2 separate regions of the Mus musculus genome follow, and region 1 is linked to region 2. A link is a contact called in public Hi-C data. All regions are on one chromosome and are shown on one strand. Each heading gives the region's core, a stretch centred on a gene start, on an enhancer-like site or on the middle of the called end of the contact. The rest is flanking DNA. Distances are from core to core; before and after follow the strand shown.

Region 1 (2,760 bases), core at 240-2,739, 210 kb after region 2:
AGGAAGGAATACATCATCTACATTGAATGAGTCCAGCGAGAGAAGGCTAATGGCACAACCACAACCGTTCATGTGGGCATCCACCCCAGCAAGGTGGGCATCACCAGGCTAAAGCTGAACAAGGGCCACAAGATCCTGGAGAGGAAAGCCAAGTCCTGACAAGTAGGAAAGGACAAGGGCAAATACAAGGAAGAAACAATCGAGAAGATGCAGAGAAGAGACATCTCACGCACAGCTTTCATTAAAGTCTGCTTAAGTAAAAAATAAAATAAAATAATAATAATTAATAATAATAAACATATGTTGATGTAAAAGCAAAACACAGGGCTACTCATACAGATGGGCTATTTAGCATCTCTAGGTATTGTTTAGTATATGGAACTACTGTGGGAGTAGAAATGAGCCACTGGTCATATTATAGGCATCATCCCTTTTATCCTTTGAATCCTCATCCCAACTCTAATGATAACCATCCTCCCATTTCACAAAGGAGTCAACTGAGACCCAGAGAAGCTAAGCAATTTTCTCAGAGTCACATATCCAGTGCTGTCTGACCTTGAAAACCACTTTCTTTTCTCTCTTCTTACCTCTCTAAAGATCCCAGTTCCTCCACTGTGTTCAAAGAGAGCCTAGAGCTTGGGAAGGGTTTACAGTGCGGATCCCTTTGAGTCTCCTCCTTCAAGAGCATCCTAAAAGATCAGTACTTCTGGCAAGGTTCCATTATTAATTATAAGGGTGAGGAGTGAGCCAAAGAATTATGAAGGCTGAATGTGGCTTGATATCACCTTTGGGGAAACCATCAAGAATCCTTGAATAGCCTTGCGTCTGAACTATTCAGAAAGAGAGAAAGGTAGGCTTTCCCTCCCCAGGCAGCTGGGCTTATTTATCCAAGGATGGGTCAGCAGAAGGTCCCGAGAATGGGCTCTGCCTGAAGTCTGCAGGAGAACGTGGAGACAGGAGAGGTTAATGCTCACACAGAGGCATCGGGAAACCAGCCTAGGTGAGTTAGAAACTGGCCCAAGGCCAAACACAAAATACAGCCATAATTGGAGTCTTCCCAAGTAGAAAAAGGTTATTAGTGGAATCACATTAATCACGATGATGAATGCTGAGACCCAAGCTTTTTTTATTAAGTAAAAGACTCAAAAAAATAGAGTTATACGGACAGGAGGGTAGGGTTCCAGTTTGGCAAAATATAGTGAACCAAGAAGGAGAGCAAATATTTAGGATGCACTTTGAAAGCCCAAAACCTGCGATCACAAAGATCACACTCAAGCTGTTCATACAGAGATGCTTGCCAGAAAGCACAGGTGCTCACAGGTGCCCATCACAAGGCAGCCCAGAGCCCCGCGTACTGTAAGGGCAGCCAGGCCAAATTATAACACGGGGAGTAGGGATGAAGGGGAGGGGAAAATAAGGCGAGAACAGGAATCTTGCTGCCCATGATCCTCTGGGGTTGATGGTCCACCAAGGGCAGTGCCCAGGAGGGGTTCTCTAGGAACTCCAAGGCTTTAAAAAAAAATCCTCCATACCACTGTGGCAGACGGATAGTGCTAATAGAAGTTGGCAAACTGTTATTACACTGTTGAATGAATCAAAGTCAAAATGCATAGAGCAGAGCTTTGCCCCTGTGTTCAAGCCAACATGGATGAGGAATGAGAGGTGATGAAGGAGAGGCAGAAGAATGAAGAGGCGAAGGAAAACGAGAAAATGAGAAAGTGCCCGGGAGGCTTCTGGGGCCTGATCATCTTCATGGGCATGGAGTTAAGCTAGTGAGTGGTGAATGATCAAGCAAGCCTTTGCTTATCCCTGTCCACCCGCTAAATAGTTGTACAGCTGTGCCCAGATGTGGAAAGAGCTGTCCAAAAGATGAATGAAGTGAAAATAAAGTGGGGGGGGGGAATATTAATCTTAGGAAAGGCAACTTGTTCCAAAAGAAAATAAACAGCGCACTCTTAGCGCAAGAATGAAGAACACTGGAGTGTTTGCCAAAAGCAGCAAACGTGGGGTTTTCTATAGTTACATAATGCTAGAACCATATCGGGAGGGTACAAGAGATTTAGAATTCTCATCATCTCTCCATACTCCCTGTCTAAAAATGATCAATGAAGAGAGAGCTTGGTAGCCATATTTCTTAGAAGCCCAGAAGTAAATACCAAGAGAAAACAATTAAAAACTCAGGGTGATTCTGGAGAGATGGAAGATGGCTATGAAGCAAGAGCAGACTGGGCTTTTTTTTTAAAGTCTTCCAGCACTACTTGACTTTTTAAAGTATAGAAATGTACTACTTCAACAAATATATATATATATATGGCTTCTTCATAGGCTCCTTTGCTTCTGTCTAGTAATTTTAATTATAATAATAAATCTGTGCTAGATAGAGGGAGTCTATGGTATTAATGAGATGTGAAAGTCATTATCACCACCCAAAGTCACTGCAAAGACAAAACACCCCCCAGCAACCTGAACAGGGAGCAAGAGGCTTGTTTTCATAGTCTCTGGTGCCCAGAACAGTTTGACAATCCTGTCCCAGTTCAGAGTACTCAAGAGTGCAGTTCTCTCACCCAGTAAGAATCAGAGCCGGACTATGTCAGTCTTTTGTGCCACCAGGGGAATGAGGATTCAGTATAGGAGAAGGAGGCATGCAGTGGACAGCCAGACATAGAGCTGCCAGCTGATGTCATAAATAGCCCTCTTGAATTTGGCACTGGGGAAGAGCTCTGTCAATAAAGTGTTCATAAGGATCTGAGTTGAATGTCA
Region 2 (3,107 bases), core at 48-2,547:
CTGACCCTAACCTCTGCAATCTCTAGTCTATTTGCTGCCTCTACAATTTATTCTGCTTTTGAAACCTCATATAAATGGGATATATCTAAAGTGACGACTAAGTAGGAGTGAGGTCTGTCACTTGACTGTTTTGAAGATGGCTTATAGTTTTGTTGTGTTTCCCAACTCTTGTTCCCAGGAGGGAATTTATGTTATGTCTATTGTATATTTACGGAACTTCCACTTTATGACAGTAAATAAGTCTTCCAAAGTTACATCGCTGACAAGAAGTGAATTGGGAATGTTTTGACATCAAAGACTCCATTCATTAGCAATCTATTCATTCATGTTCAGAAAGGGTCACTTATTACTGGCTGTGCTAGGAGCTTGGGATCCCACAAGGAGATTGCATGGTCTTTGTCTTCACAGAACTCATCCTTGCTTATATAAGCTCCCAATGCGCAAGCAGCTGGGGGAATATATAACATATACCAACTTTGCTTTGCATCCGTGTGTTTTTGAAACACTGGAAGAAATGCAGATGATCATGGGATATGGGCTTTGGTGGAAGTATTGTTCAAATATGCAATGCTTTTCTTTGGACACATTAGATAACTCTGATGAATGGGTTTCTTGAAATGTGGGGGATCTCAATGATAACAAGGCTGTCTGAACTTGTGACAGATGTCCACTGAAGGTGCAGAGCTCTGAACTTGCCAAGCAGTGGAGAACAAGGAAATGAAGCTGAGCATGGAGTCCAAAGAGAAAAATAAAAAGAAGGGAAAAGAAGAAACAGAAGGCTTGGTAGTGGGCGGAACTAAAGTGAGATGGGACTGAGTGAGAAATATTCTGAATGTGAGATGTGGGGTCCCATGTGACTCCCTTCAGATTAGCCCTGAGGCTATGTTCTCTGAGTGATGACCTGAACTCTCTGCATGATATCTGCCACTGAGACTGGAGAGGGACCTAACCAAAACCTTTCTGGACTGAGTGCCTGGGACTTGACAGTTCAGCAGTCTCCCACTGGGGTTTACCCCTGGTCACCTACAGGGGCTCTCTCATCTCTCATGTGGTTCCCTTAAACTCCCCTCATGGCATTCTCTGGTTTCTTACACCTGAGATGGTGCTTTTTAGCTTTTATACCATCTCTGCCTTCTAAAAAACTATGATGAGAAAGACAAGCTAAATTTTATAAGGTGCAATCTACAAAATAGTTGTCACGGCTGGTAAAAAAAATCTCTTGAGTCCCTCCCTTCGAGTTCCTGAATGATATATGTGACTTATGACTCATCAGAAGTACCTTAGAAGGCAGGCATGGAAGGAAAACGTCCTTCTGCACACAGATTTAGCCTGGTGTGTCATCAGCAGAAGATGTAAATGGGTCAGCCATACTCCTTTCTCGGTGTGGGAAGAAATAGAAGCGCTTGTCTAACCTGTTTCCCGTTGCCTTGTAGGTCAGTGGGACCATGTACAACACTGGAAGGCATGTCTCCCTCCGCCTGGACAAAGAGCACTTGGTCAATATTTCAGGAGGGCCCATGACATACAGTCACCGCCTGGAAGAAATCCGGCTACACTTTGGGAGTGAGGACAGCCAAGGGTCTGAGCACCTCCTCAATGGACAGGCCTTCTCCGGGGAGGTATGTGCACCTGCCAAAGTGCTAAGGCATAGGGCCAACTTGTAGGATTCCACGCCTACATAACAGTGAAATAACAGATGGGAAGGCTCCCTTGAACCTGAGAAAGAAAATCTGTGCCTCCTTTCTTTGTGTGCCTTTTGCTATGGTTTTTGGTTTCCCAGAAGAGGCTACAGTGAAACAATATTTCCTTCTGAAACACTAGCATAGGTGTCTTGGGACTCATACCCTGGCATGTCCTAGAGCAGTGGTCCCCAACCTTTCCAATGCTGTGACCCTTTAATACAATTCCTCATGTTGTGGTGACCCCGAATAATAAAATTATTTTGTTGCTACTTTATAACTGTAATTTTGCTAGTATTATGAATTGTAATGTAAATATATGATATGCAGGATATCTGGTATTTGATCCCTGGAGGTCATGTTCCACAGGTTGAGAAATCACTCTCCTAGAGCATAAACCAACCTCATCTTTTCTGTACCTCTTTTCTTCTAGCTCTCTGAGAATCACCTTGTCTTGCATCCCATATGACAGCTTAGCTTCCCTTCTGGTAAAGTGGGTCTTATCTGCCTAAATATATAATGTACTGTGAAATCAATGTCAAGGAACTGAAGAGTTTGCCTGACTGTCTACAGAATGGGAAATTCCACTGTGTCACACCATTGATGATGAGTGTGAGCATGGGCCACCATCAGCCCAGACCAAAAAATTAAATCAAAACAATGCAGCTAACCACCATTTCAGATGAGATAAGAGATAAGGTTTAACCAGATTTCATCTGTGAGGTGACACTTGACCTAGTTCACTCTTTATATGCATGGACAATTATAACTTAAGGAGCGAGCAGGGTCCTCATATATTAAGTAACCAGCAACTCCTAGTAAGAGTCCTCAATAACTGATGTCAAAAGGACTTGAAAATTTCAAAAGTGTAGAATATATATGGTCTGTTTATTTTGCTACTTAAGGTCATGGCTAAACCTAGAATTTTTTTTTTTTATGCAGTAAGGTCATGTGCCATCAAATAGGCCACAAGTTTAAGAAATCTCTTAGATTTTTATGTGCATCCAAAATACATTGACTGTGAGTCAGCTTAGGGACTCAACTCATTACTAGGAATACAAGGATTTAAAAATGAAAAAGGAAGAAAAGAGTTCTTGCCCCAGAGAAGTTCAAAAGGAACTATATTCAAATCATTGAAGTATAATGGCATGCTGAAATAGAGATGTACAAAGGCCCTGGCAGCCTCAAAAAAAAAAAAAAAAAAAAAAAAGACAGGGCACATTTTACTTGAAGGGGTCATGAGATGCTTCACGCAGAAGGTACCCTTTGAACTGAGCTGCGGAGAGAAGCTATGAAGAGTAATTTTAACACATCAGCTTTGGAGTCAAAGGATCTTAATTTGTAGCCCCTGCTTTGATACACACCGTGTAATCTTGGGACATCACTTGATCCTTCTAAGGCACAATTTAGACACCTCTCAAAGATATT

The links. A called contact is a pair of places that touch in the nucleus more often than the background predicts.
Region 1: a contact with region 2 is called in a Hi-C map of cerebellum, with 2.7 times the contacts expected there. The contact joins two enhancer-like sites. A contact is called at or near these places in 3 of 484 Hi-C or Micro-C datasets (cerebellar granule neurons and cerebellum).

What each region holds. Positions count from the first base shown.
Region 1 is chr11:93,695,337-93,698,096 of GRCm38.p6, forward strand. No RefSeq gene overlaps it. Among named protein-coding and RNA genes, the nearest start is that of Gm35148, 110 kb to the right of the region's middle. Within about 2 kb of position 1,490, at least 3 of the 459 cell types and tissues checked have an H3K27ac peak or open chromatin away from gene starts, as enhancers often do. A contact at or near this core is called in cerebellar granule neurons and cerebellum, where this site is marked.
Region 2 is chr11:93,489,059-93,492,165 of GRCm38.p6, forward strand. Car10 (carbonic anhydrase 10) reads left to right here. Exons shown (of 10, transcript NM_001361708.1): 5 at 1,434-1,619. Among named protein-coding and RNA genes, the nearest start is that of Gm24856, 77 kb to the left of the region's middle. Within about 2 kb of position 1,298, at least 4 of the 459 cell types and tissues checked have an H3K27ac peak or open chromatin away from gene starts, as enhancers often do. A contact at or near this core is called in cerebellar granule neurons and cerebellum, where this site is marked.